Regions from separate parts of the Mus musculus genome. Here regions 1, 2 and 3 are each linked to region 4. Evidence: chromatin contacts called from public HiChIP or PLAC-seq and promoter capture Hi-C data. All regions are on one chromosome and are shown on one strand. The core of a region is the stretch at or near the end of the contact, and the rest is flanking DNA. Distances in the headings are between cores, read along the strand shown. Region 1 overlaps Slc12a7 (solute carrier family 12, member 7). Region 2 overlaps Nkd2 (naked cuticle 2). Region 3 has its middle 21 kb from the start of Lpcat1. Region 4 holds the start of Tert (telomerase reverse transcriptase).

Evidence for each region. Promoter capture Hi-C pulls out the DNA fragments that hold promoters and counts their contacts. HiChIP or PLAC-seq counts read pairs in DNA pulled down with a chosen protein or histone mark.
Region 1: a FOXA1 HiChIP or PLAC-seq map of pancreatic cancer cells shows a contact between it and region 4. The contact joins the enhancer-like site here to the promoter of Tert in region 4. A contact is called at or near these places in 9 of 39 promoter capture datasets (the 3T3-L1 cell line, the C10 cell line, HPC-7-derived erythroid cells and 4 more), 3 of 484 Hi-C or Micro-C datasets (all in embryonic stem cells), 1 of 115 datasets of contacts at active chromatin or transcription factors (pancreatic cancer cells) and 3 of 9 other capture datasets (adipose tissue, liver and pancreatic islet).
Region 2: a contact with region 4 is called in a promoter capture Hi-C map of pre-B cells, with 5 times the contacts expected there. The contact joins the enhancer-like site here to the promoter of Tert in region 4. A contact is called at or near these places in 13 of 39 promoter capture datasets (the 3T3-L1 cell line, 3T3-L1-derived adipocytes, the C10 cell line and 7 more), 2 of 484 Hi-C or Micro-C datasets (Th2 cells and myocytes), 2 of 115 datasets of contacts at active chromatin or transcription factors (embryonic stem cells and large pre-B cells) and 4 of 9 other capture datasets (adipose tissue, embryonic stem cells, liver and 1 more).
Region 3: a contact with region 4 is called in a promoter capture Hi-C map of stem cell-derived epiblast-like cells, with 2.4 times the contacts expected there. The contact joins the enhancer-like site here to the promoter of Tert in region 4. A contact is called at or near these places in 18 of 39 promoter capture datasets (the 3T3-L1 cell line, 3T3-L1-derived adipocytes, the C10 cell line and 11 more), 1 of 15 datasets of contacts at CTCF or cohesin (large pre-B cells), 7 of 484 Hi-C or Micro-C datasets (the AML12 cell line, ECoMG myeloid progenitors, the P5424 cell line and 4 more), 8 of 115 datasets of contacts at active chromatin or transcription factors (bone marrow-derived macrophages, embryonic fibroblasts, embryonic stem cells and 2 more) and 3 of 9 other capture datasets (adipose tissue, liver and pancreatic islet).

The regions. Positions count from the first base shown.
Region 1 is chr13:73,802,647-73,805,346 of GRCm38.p6, forward strand. All of the region lies in intron 17 of Slc12a7 (solute carrier family 12, member 7), which reads left to right. Among named protein-coding and RNA genes, the nearest start is that of Slc12a7, 40 kb to the left of the region's middle. Within about 2 kb of position 1,330, at least 114 of the 459 cell types and tissues checked have an H3K27ac peak or open chromatin away from gene starts, as enhancers often do. A contact at or near this core is called in the SN4741 cell line, adipose tissue and pancreatic cancer cells, where this site is marked.
Region 2 is chr13:73,826,229-73,829,171 of GRCm38.p6, forward strand. Nkd2 (naked cuticle 2) reads right to left here. Exons shown (of 10, transcript NM_028186.5): 4 at 649-709. Among named protein-coding and RNA genes, the nearest start is that of Gm30303, 20 kb to the right of the region's middle. Within about 2 kb of position 1,468, at least 4 of the 459 cell types and tissues checked have an H3K27ac peak or open chromatin away from gene starts, as enhancers often do. A contact at or near this core is called in pre-B cells, where this site is marked.
Region 3 is chr13:73,445,303-73,448,155 of GRCm38.p6, forward strand. No RefSeq gene overlaps it. Among named protein-coding and RNA genes, the nearest start is that of Lpcat1, 21 kb to the right of the region's middle. Within about 2 kb of position 1,474, at least 89 of the 459 cell types and tissues checked have an H3K27ac peak or open chromatin away from gene starts, as enhancers often do. A contact at or near this core is called in bone marrow-derived macrophages, cortical neurons, microglia and 1 more, where this site is marked.
Region 4 is chr13:73,625,470-73,628,169 of GRCm38.p6, forward strand. Tert (telomerase reverse transcriptase) reads left to right here and starts at 1,442. Exons shown (of 16, transcript NM_009354.2): 1 at 1,442-1,779; 2 at 1,882-2,700. The coding sequence starts at 1,561. RefSeq lists a promoter at 1-1,531 and enhancers at 1,201-1,220, 1,361-1,381.

The sequences.
Region 1 (2,700 bases), core at 80-2,579, 180 kb after region 4:
GGGGATCTCTGGAGTTAAGGCCACCCTTTGGACAGATTCGAAGGGTGTGCATGGACTCTTGTTTGTTATCTGATGTCACTGGCAGAACATGGGGAAAGGTATTTGTGTTGAAGTGAGTGCCTGCTGGGGACCCTCTGACTCTGGTTTCAATCTCCATTCTGATAAGAAATGAGAAGAGTATCTGTGGCCGGGCGTGGTGGTACATGCCTTTAATCCCAGCACTTGGGAGGCAGAGGTAGGTGAATTTCTGAGTTCGAGGCCAGCCTGGTCTACAAAGTGAGTTCCAGGACAGCCAGGGCTACACAGAGAAACCCTGTCTCAAAAATCAATCAATCAATCAATCAATCAATCAATCAATCAAACAAACAAACAAAAACCAAAGAGTTCCTGTGGCTATCTCATGTATGTCTGTTAGATTAATTTATATTCTGTAGTGCTGGGGTGGGACCCAGGACCCCATATGTGCTAGACAAGTGCTCACTCAGCCACTGAGCCACACTCAAACCCTGGTTGGATGATTTTAATCTCTATTTGCTTTTAGGCAGAAGGTTCTAAAGAATCTGAATCAGGAACATGTGTTGAGAAACAGAAGCCAAGTATTCGCCTCTCCTGGTACCCATAGGAAAGGTTTAGCATTGGAATTAGTCATTTTTATTGATCAGCAAAAGCCAGAAGGAGCTGCCCAAGGGTCCACCTGCCCCTCCTGCCTGATGGAGCTCTGCCCTTTAGTCGGACTATCAGTAGTAATATTAAACGAAGACAGTTTGGGAAAGCCATTCATTTTAAGTGATCAGAGCTTGTGTAAGAAGCTTGTTCTGGGCATTTCCTTACTATGTCAGGGTTAATATCACTTTCCCTCTACTGCAGCATTTGCATGAAAGGGCTTGAGGGTTTGAGTCACCCTATCCTTCCCTAACTAAGGGTCCTGTCTTCCTCTTCTGTGAGGTTTCCCTGCCCACAGTGGCTTTGGCAGATGTGCCAACTTCTTATCTGGACCAGATTCCTGCCTGGTCAGGGCTCTGTCCTCTAAAACCTTAGGCTGGGCAGGCGATTCTCTAGCAGTAAGGCAAAAACTAAGATCCAGCTCCAGCTCTTTGGGTCTAGCCTGGGGAAAGCAATGTTGCAGCCTTTGTCAGGGACACAGGCATCACAAAGCCAGGGCAGGGGTGTGTAGGTACCGTGTACGGTAGGCATATCCTTCTGGTCAGTCCTCCGCAGTGTTCCTCTGTGCTGTGACCTTTAGCCAGCTTCAGCCCATAGGAGGACAGAGTAGCCCTGCCACACACATGCCATCGAGCTGAGTCAGCCTCTCCAGTACTTCTCCTATGAAACCCCCATCATGGGCACTGTCCTTCCTGCCTGGGAGCAGCTGTGTCCCTGTGACCACGCCTCCCGCCTGGGCTGCCTCTCAATCACTGGCATGTTCCCCTTTTAGGACAGTGTGTTTAGATTGTTTCTGAATTACGCAGAATTCTATAAGTGGAACATGTTCCTCTTGTGAGCCTGGTCTACCCTAGATGGCTGGCTGGTGGTTGGTGGAGGTGAACACAAAGCAAGGGTAGAGGTGAAAGGATGGCTGGGAACCGTGTGTATTGTCAGTACAGCTTTAGTTGTGGAACTGTAGTGCAGGGCAGTCATTGTGGGACCAATATAGGAGGCAGTCGAAATCAGGCAAAGGAGGGAGAATAGTGAGTCTTGTGACCAGTGGAGCAAACCTAGACTAGGTGAAGTCTAAATTTGAGGTATGGGCAGAGTGGGCTCAAATCACTTTCTCCCTCTTCTGGCTTTGCTGGGGGGGGGGGGGGCTCCAGGCATTCCTAGGCTTAGCCTGTCTCCACATGGCTGCCTTCCTTCTCAGATCTCTCTTTCCTCCGTCTTGTCTGAGTTACTTGTTACTGAGTTCAGGGTCCCATTGAACAGTTAGGATACTTTTTCCAAATAAGGCCATGTTTCCCCATTTTGGCTGTAGCACGGTCAAAACGAACCCCTCTTGGGAACACCATTCAACCCGTCACTGTCCTCGTTCCCCAAACACATCTCCCTCCCACGCAACTACATTCGTTGCACTGCAGTCTCCAAAGTTGTAAGCATCAACAAGTCTGGACCTCGTCACAGGCCACACCGAAACGGACTCCTCTCTGTGCTTATTACCAAGAGATGTGGAAAAACGTTTGCCTGACGGTGACCACATGGTCTTCCTGATCTAAAAGGGAGAGCGAGCGCAAAGGCATGAGGGTCACCGTCCACATAAGTGTGAAGTCTAGTAGGGCTGTTCCTCTAGGTACCATCAGATACCCTGCACCCAACAGGACCTAGTAGGCTGCCTGCTGTAGAAGGACAGCATCCCTAGGCTGTTGACTCGTGAATGGTGTGTCCTGAGTCGTAGCGTACAATCTCTCTCTCCATTGTCCCTAAGCAGCTCTGGGGAGGGAAGAGCTGTCCTGGTAGATGCCTGACATAGTGATGGAATGACGGGAGTGGACAGGTGTGGAGACTGACATGGTGGCTTGTCTGATAGCCCTTACTGGAGCATTCCATTCCCTCAAAGGCTGTTAAAGTCGGTCCATGAAGCATGGCCCATGAGTGTTGGATGCTTATTCTTTTTAAAAGATTTATTGATTTTTATTTGTATGAGTACACTGTAGGTGTCTTCAGACACACCAGAAGAATATGTGTGGGGCTGCCTCACTGTAGGGACGA
Region 2 (2,943 bases), core at 218-2,717, 200 kb after region 4:
TCCAGTGTGAATGGATAAGAAGCCCTGTTTCTGGGGCTCACATATTCTCAGGGTCTCAAGCTGTGTCTTGACAGGGGCCCAGGTTGTTGGTCAGGTGTCTGTCCAGGTATGAGCTGAGAGGATGCCCAGTACCTGAGTTGCAGTAGGCAGTGCTAGGAGTCCCTCTGGGCTTCAGCAGATGTCTGAAGGGGGATCTATAGGCTAGTGCACCTACTAACTAGAAGCCGGTAAGAACTCATCACTTCTCTGTGTGGGGCTAACTCCACCAAAGATACACACATATGATAGTGACTCAAGCAGGGTTCAAGTCACAGATTTAGGACCACTCCACCACTCCACAACTGGTGCAGCAAGTGGCCATGACATTAGCTCAAAATTCAAGAGCACCAGTCCATGCAACCCAACCTCCCCACTCAGTCCCAGAACTACATACACAAACCACTGTACAGGGACCCTGTGGCTCAATATTTTGCTTCTCCTGTGGACATATCCGAGCTGCCTGCTTGGTAAGGAATCTCAGGTAACAGGTCTCTGCTTACTAAAGAACTAGCTTCTCTTGCGACTAGGAAGCAACTGATCTCAGTTGTATGCCAGTGTTGAGGGTTTTGTGGTGTGAGTCCTAGGCTCGGGGTAAAGAGCTAGACTTACCTTCTAGGGAACCCTTGTCGTCCCAGAAAGGCCCCTCCTTAGGGTCTCCATTGAGCAGCTCCTGGAAAACAACATGGCAACATAGGATTACGAACTCTAGACTGAGAAGAGCAGAGGAGGACAACAAATAAGCCTGAGCCTGAGACCTCAATAGAAACCAGCATCAGGCCTCTAAGAGGCCTTCTCGGCGTGATCTGTGGGCCCACCTAGACCACCAGCTCCTTCCAGCTTCACACAGCAGAATGTACAAATGTTGTGTGCTAGAGTCATTTCTAGGACTTGGCCTCATTGCCTGGAAGCAAAACCCACTTTCAAGCGAGACTTAGGATCTCCCAGGGCTCAGTCCCAACACTGCCAACCCACATGTATAGAAGCCTCTAATCCAAGAACCCTTATGTGTTGTCACTCTGTTCCTGGCCTAGCTTGCAAAGCTTTCCACCAAAACTGACCCCCCCCCATGGTACCCAGGGTGGCATTCACTGGAGCAGCAAAGGGGCCACGGCCTCCTTCAGGGCTGGGCTGAGGAGCAGGGATGACTGCCAAGAAACATCCTTAGCCCACAGCTGATCCCAAGACAAGTTATGGGAAAACGGGAAGGACTTCAAACACATCCAGGCAACATTTCAGCCAAGAGACTCTGCAGAACAAAAGCTCACATGGTTCTCGTGAATAACCCGCAGAAGCAAAGGCTACAAGAAAGGAAATATAAAACGTGCCACGGAAGCCATCTGCAATCAAAGGGCCCTTCGGGACAGGAGAGCTCGCAGCCCCCAGCCCAGCACTCAGGGCCCCGGGGAGCATTTCCCACCAGTTGTTTCCTGGCATTTCTGTTTGACTCCAGGTGGCTTCAAAGTTTCAAACCCTCAAGGAGATGGGAAGTTGAGCTAAGATTCATTCGTCTGGCAACGTCCCTGGGGATTACATGGGCCAGATGAGCCCTTGGGTTGGTAGCTGGGGACAGGAGGAAGATAAGACTCCTCAATTTTATATCTCATCCGGAAAAAGTATCCCAGGTACACTTTGACACATTCTCACTTGTCAGGGACTACAGGGTGGTCACTAGCCCCTACCCCATTCCTCCCTGTGGATCACATGGGATGGTGTCTGGCAGACATAGGTCTCATTCAAACCCAGAGCATGGAATGACAGAGCATATTTAAAAACCTGATGCCTTTGGGATAAGGTAGGGGGAACATTCTGTCTCTCGCAGCAAATAAGAAAATAACCATGAAGCCCCCACGCCTGAATGGACAGGCTGACTGCTCTGCAGTATGTGAGAAGGAATAGCAGAAATGCTCAGGTACGTGGGACAGAGACGGGGATAATACAGCAGTATTCGGGGCAGTATTTGCTGTGTGAGGCTTGGGGGAGGACAAACCCCAAGTGTTCGTCTCCTGAAAGGAGAAGCCAGGATAGCCTTAGGACTAACCCAAAGTGCAACATGGGGAAGAGAGAGGGGCTCCTCTCTAGGTGTTTGTCTGTCTGTCTTTGTTTGTTTTGGCTGTGCAGCAGTTGTAGGAAATACAGCATTTGAGGAACCCTTACAGAAAACCAAATGGCCAAGTTGAGTGACTAGGGCCAGGAAGTAGGGGACACTCCTGCTCATATTGACATCTAAGAACATACATAGTCTTCCTCTCTCTGGGCCTCCTAACTCATGGGAACCATTATGAATAAGATGCATACATAGCTTGTTAATCTTAGGATGTCACTTCAGGGATTACGCTAGAGATCATCTTAATGAGAAAACCTCCTAATTATTAAAAATATTAGCTACCCACATATGGCAGCATGTGCCTTTAATTCTAGCATCTGGGAGACAGAGGGGCAAGGGATCTCTGTGAGTTCGAGGCCAGCCTGGCCTACTTAGCAAGCTTCAGGACGGCCAGGACTAACATAATGAGAAAGGAGGAGACGGTCCTCATTCATTCACTGATCAAATAACCCACAGCCGGAATGAAGGCTCAAAGGGTCTGATTGTAATGAAGTGCAAGGAATCCGTCCTGGCTCTACGAAACTTTTTTTGTCTGCAATGCATAGTGACATGTCCTGCGACTGGAGGCCTGAGCTTAAGAGAGACAGGGACCAGCTTGTCCCAGCTGAACATAAGGTATGAAATTTAGTAATTTCTAAAAACCTTGGGGCTCTCTCTCTCTTTCTCTCTCTTTTTTTTTCTTTGAAGTCAGAGTAACTCACGGAGCTTCAGCTCCAGATCCTATGAAGTATGGAAACTAGGTTCAAAGACATGAACCTCAAGGGGCTCAGCTTCATCCTGGAGGTACCTCGGGTGCTGTG
Region 3 (2,853 bases), core at 224-2,723, 180 kb before region 4:
GAGCCAAGATCACTTGATGATTATGTCCCAGAGGGAGTGAGGGACAGGCCTACTACCTTCCCATGCTGATTTCTAAATGTGAAGTCGGGGTGAAGCCTAGCAGGCTGACAAGAAGGCTCTGCACCCCTAAAGCGATGCTGAAGCTCCCCTTGACCAGGAGCTTCCTGTTCTATGCTGGGCTGTGTCTGCCTTGTTGCTCAAAGGAGGCGGATCACAGTCCACAATAGGGGTCCCAGGCTGTGTTTCCCCAGGTAGAAAATAACGGAGTCTGAGACGGGGACTGTGGTTCCCAATCTCCTGTGTATCCAGACGCCACTGGGGTACGGACTGTTGGGAGTTGGAAACAGGGGTCTGCAGGTCCACACTTCTCTTTAGGGTATCTACATGCCAGGCAAAAAGGGGAAGGCTGAGCCCAGATTGGGGGGAGGGGTGGAACCCAGTTTGGTTCCAAGTGAGTGCTAAAAGAGGGAAGGACTTCTCTGGAAGATTTAGGCCTGTCTCTTTACCCTGCCCCCTAACCCAGTGTTGATCCTTGATGAAGGAAAGGGTCCTTGTTTGTCCAAACTGTTTAATTTGATGGCAGATGTGAATGTATGCATGCACCTTACTCGGGTTAAACCAAGGATTAAATACCTTTTATAGGAAGGCATTCCCAGGAATGGAAGCTCATTGGCTAAACACTTGGGGCCTATCTAGATACCTCATTAGCATGGAGAACTCCAGGTTTCTATGCTATCTGACAGATTGTCATGGTCCTCTCAGTAGGATGTCAGGGTTAGTGCTCTAGATCAGGTAGTTTGATAGGGAGCTGGCTCCACAATTGCATTTTTTTCAATTCTGAGAGTCCCTGAGGTCTGAGCCTGCTCAACCTAACCAGTTCTTCTGTCTGGTGGCATGGTCCACTTGCCCCACAGTTCTATAGAAGTCAGAGGTCCCAGGGGAAAAAAGGTCCCACCCTGTGTTGCCCTATCAGTGGGCTAGCAGATATCTCCACCCAAATACCCACAGAAATTATCTAAACAAGCCTACTATGAATCCAACGCTCACCAACTCCGGTTATATGAAGCCTCCAGCCCTTTTTCTACTTCAAGAAGTGACCTGTGTGGCCCTGCATGGAGAATATTCTATCCATCTCAGGTGCAAATCTGTCTCATATCCCATGTTGCACACTTGACTGCCTTGCACTATAAAAGTAGCAATTAGGTTTAAAAAAAAAAAAGTGTGGCCAACAAATGGCCTATTGGGTCCCATAGGCTCAGTCTTCAGGTCAGCCAGAGCCTTACTGGCCCCCTCCCCCACACCACTGCTGTGGGCGTCAGGAAATCTTGCAGTTTTCACTGGCTTTCATGCCAGGGAATCATCCAAACAGCTCAGGTTCCTAGCCAAATAAAACAGGGCCTGGAACTGCAAAGGACACCTCCACAGATGGAGCATTCATGTCCGACTTGGGAGCGGTGGGGGCCGCTCTAGCCTCAATGGCAGAGGGGTGTGACTTGAGCCAATATTTGCTTGAGAAAGAGAGCTGGCTGGGCACACACACTTCAGGGGTAAAGGAAAAGGGGTGTCTTGAATAGCCAGAGAAGCTTGTTAGGGTCCAGCAACTTTGAGATCCACAGATTCAGGGGTGTCCCCTTGACCTGCTGATCTAGAAGTAGAACACATACTGCCCAGCAGACTGACCTGATTACGGCACTTTCTCCCCAGGCCCCAGTCTATGAATTCACTACCCACAGGCCATGGAGGGGGTAGGAATCTCCCTGTCCGACACTGGTCAGGCCAGGGACAGAGGGCTTTTGTTGTACTGAGATTTCCAGAGCAGAGCTGGCTCTGGCTCTGAGTGATTTTGCTCCATAGGCGAGAGGTTTGGCCGGTGCCCAGCCGGGGATAGAAGGATCTGTGTGTGCTGTTGGGGCTGCATCACTGCCCAGCCGTGGTGGGAAAGCAGGGCAGCTGTTCATGAAGTTCCAACTTCTTGAATGAAGTCCGATTTTCCAGAATAACTCTGACATCAGGCTGTGGTTATTGAGGTTGCCTGCCTAGAAATTACATTCAGATTACAACTGAAACCTAAGATTATAAATGAGAACCTAAGACTTGCCCTTCTCTCTCTCTCTCTCTCTCTCTCTCTCTCTCTCTCTCTCTCTCTCACACACACACACACACACACACACACACACACACACACACACACACACAAAGCTGAATGGAGTAATTAAGATAAAATCCTACTCTTCCAAAAAGCTTTTAGCTAAGAAATTCAGTGCCAAGCCTCAGTCAGAAATAAGCCTTTGCTGACATTATCAGACCCATGAAAACCTGCCTATCATGGAGGTGCTGACACCACCAGATACTCAGGCCACATGGAGATGCCAAATCCCATCAGCTTTGTTCTGAAGGGAGAAAGCTTGGCCATGAGCTATAGTCCCGACAGACTGTGAAAATGTTCTGCCCGTGGAAGGCTATGTTAGGACAGCAGTGTGACAGTCAAGTATAAGATGGGGCTGCAAAAGCTGATATTAAAAAAATGAAACCATTGCTTCATTAAATACTTGTAAAGCACCCTCCCTTTTTTGAGGATTTCATTCATAGACACAGATATCTCGTATCTATCCAACCCTCTCCACCAAGTAAGCAAACAGGGACATGAACCCTGACTCTCAGACTAAAAGTCAGATGTTCAATCAGCTAGGTTATTCAAGTTCTTAAATACTTGTAATTCTTTTTCAGCATCTCACAGCTGTCACATACCCCAATCCAGCCTCAAGTCCCTTGTCCCTAACCAGGTATTTTCTTACCAATAGGAGGTACCCACAAATAAGAACAAACCCAAGACATAGCTGGAAAAGGGAAAGG
Region 4 (2,700 bases), core at 192-2,691:
CCCCTCCCTCCTCTTCTTTGTTTTTTTGAGGCAGGGTCTCATTTTGCCCAAGTGGACCTAAATTTCAGCATGTAGCTGGCCTGGTTTTGAATGCCTTCTCATCCTGCCTCTACTTCCCAAGAGTAGCTTACAAGTGTGCACCACCATGCCCCGCGATATTCTTATTTTTGAGACTGTTTTCTATGCTGGTTTCTTTGGGGAACTACACTAAGGTAGCTTACAAGTGTGCACCACCATGCCCCGCGATATTCTTATTTTTGAGACTGTTTTCTATGCTGGTTTCTTTGGGGAACTACACTAAGGTAGCTTCATTGTTGGCATAAATTTCTCAGTTCAGGCCCATATCTCCTAAGTAGCAGAACTAAGCAAATCTCAAACAAACCCCTCAAAAAGACTGATGTCCACTAAACGGACTTCTAAAATAGCTCCTGTAATCCTGAGCATTTACAAGGCGGCAGACCTCCTATAAGGGAGTAAATATGAAAACGCGCCTGTTCAAATGCTAGGTCGGTGGATAGAAGCAATTTCCTCAGAAAGCTGAAGGCACCAAAGGTTATATTTGTTAGCATTTCAGTGTTTGCCAAACTCAGCTACAGTAGAGATCACAGATTCCCTATTTCCCAGAGATTCAAAATTCAGCAGCCCCTCTCTAACTATGGCTCAGAGTCGTGTCATTACATATGCCCCAACAACAACCCCCACCCCTATCCTACCCCCGCCTCACACGTGCAAGTACTATCACAGTTGCCAACCTAGCAGAGCTGCCATCCTAAGGTCGAGGTCGCCGCTTTGGCTGTGTGCACAGGCAAGCGCCCTCACCCAATGGCCCTGGCCTTGCTATGGGTGCGTGAGTTGAGATGATGCTCTGGACTCTGAGGTGAAGGCCACTGGAACAGTGAAAAAAGCTAACGCAGGGCTTTTACCTAGTCCCCTTCCTTTGGTGGTGGGTGTTTACGGAACATATTTGGGATCTGAGTGTATGGTCGCACCACAATAAAGCCTTAACCTATATAGTAGAATTTCAGCTGTAATCATTAAGAACTGAGATTGCCACCACCCACCTCACTGTCTGTGTCAACCACAGCAGGCTGGAGCAGTCAGCTCAGGAACAGGCAAAACCTTAGGTCCCTCCGCCTACCTAACCTTCAATACATCAAGGATAGGCTTCTTTGCTTGCCCAAACCTCGCCCCAGTCTAGACCACCTGGGGATTCCCAGCTCAGGGCGAAAAGGAAGCCCGAGAAGCATTCTGTAGAGGGAAATCCTGCATGAGTGCGCCCCCTTTCGTTACTCCAACACATCCAGCAACCACTGAACTTGGCCGGGGAACACACCTGGTCCTCATGCACCAGCATTGTGACCATCAACGGAAAAGTACTATTGCTGCGACCCCGCCCCTTCCGCTACAACGCTTGGTCCGCCTGAATCCCGCCCCTTCCTCCGTTCCCAGCCTCATCTTTTTCGTCGTGGACTCTCAGTGGCCTGGGTCCTGGCTGTTTTCTAAGCACACCCTTGCATCTTGGTTCCCGCACGTGGGAGGCCCATCCCGGCCTTGAGCACAATGACCCGCGCTCCTCGTTGCCCCGCGGTGCGCTCTCTGCTGCGCAGCCGATACCGGGAGGTGTGGCCGCTGGCAACCTTTGTGCGGCGCCTGGGGCCCGAGGGCAGGCGGCTTGTGCAACCCGGGGACCCGAAGATCTACCGCACTTTGGTTGCCCAATGCCTAGTGTGCATGCACTGGGGCTCACAGCCTCCACCTGCCGACCTTTCCTTCCACCAGGTGGGCCTCCAGGCGGGATCCCCATGGGTCAGGGGCGGAAAGCCGGGAGGACGTGGGATAGTGCGTCTAGCTCATGTGTCAAGACCCTCTTCTCCTTACCAGGTGTCATCCCTGAAAGAGCTGGTGGCCAGGGTTGTGCAGAGACTCTGCGAGCGCAACGAGAGAAACGTGCTGGCTTTTGGCTTTGAGCTGCTTAACGAGGCCAGAGGCGGGCCTCCCATGGCCTTCACTAGTAGCGTGCGTAGCTACTTGCCCAACACTGTTATTGAGACCCTGCGTGTCAGTGGTGCATGGATGCTACTGTTGAGCCGAGTGGGCGACGACCTGCTGGTCTACCTGCTGGCACACTGTGCTCTTTATCTTCTGGTGCCCCCCAGCTGTGCCTACCAGGTGTGTGGGTCTCCCCTGTACCAAATTTGTGCCACCACGGATATCTGGCCCTCTGTGTCCGCTAGTTACAGGCCCACCCGACCCGTGGGCAGGAATTTCACTAACCTTAGGTTCTTACAACAGATCAAGAGCAGTAGTCGCCAGGAAGCACCGAAACCCCTGGCCTTGCCATCTCGAGGTACAAAGAGGCATCTGAGTCTCACCAGTACAAGTGTGCCTTCAGCTAAGAAGGCCAGATGCTATCCTGTCCCGAGAGTGGAGGAGGGACCCCACAGGCAGGTGCTACCAACCCCATCAGGCAAATCATGGGTGCCAAGTCCTGCTCGGTCCCCCGAGGTGCCTACTGCAGAGAAAGATTTGTCTTCTAAAGGAAAGGTGTCTGACCTGAGTCTCTCTGGGTCGGTGTGCTGTAAACACAAGCCCAGCTCCACATCTCTGCTGTCACCACCCCGCCAAAATGCCTTTCAGCTCAGGCCATTTATTGAGACCAGACATTTCCTTTACTCCAGGGGAGATGGCCAAGAGCGTCTA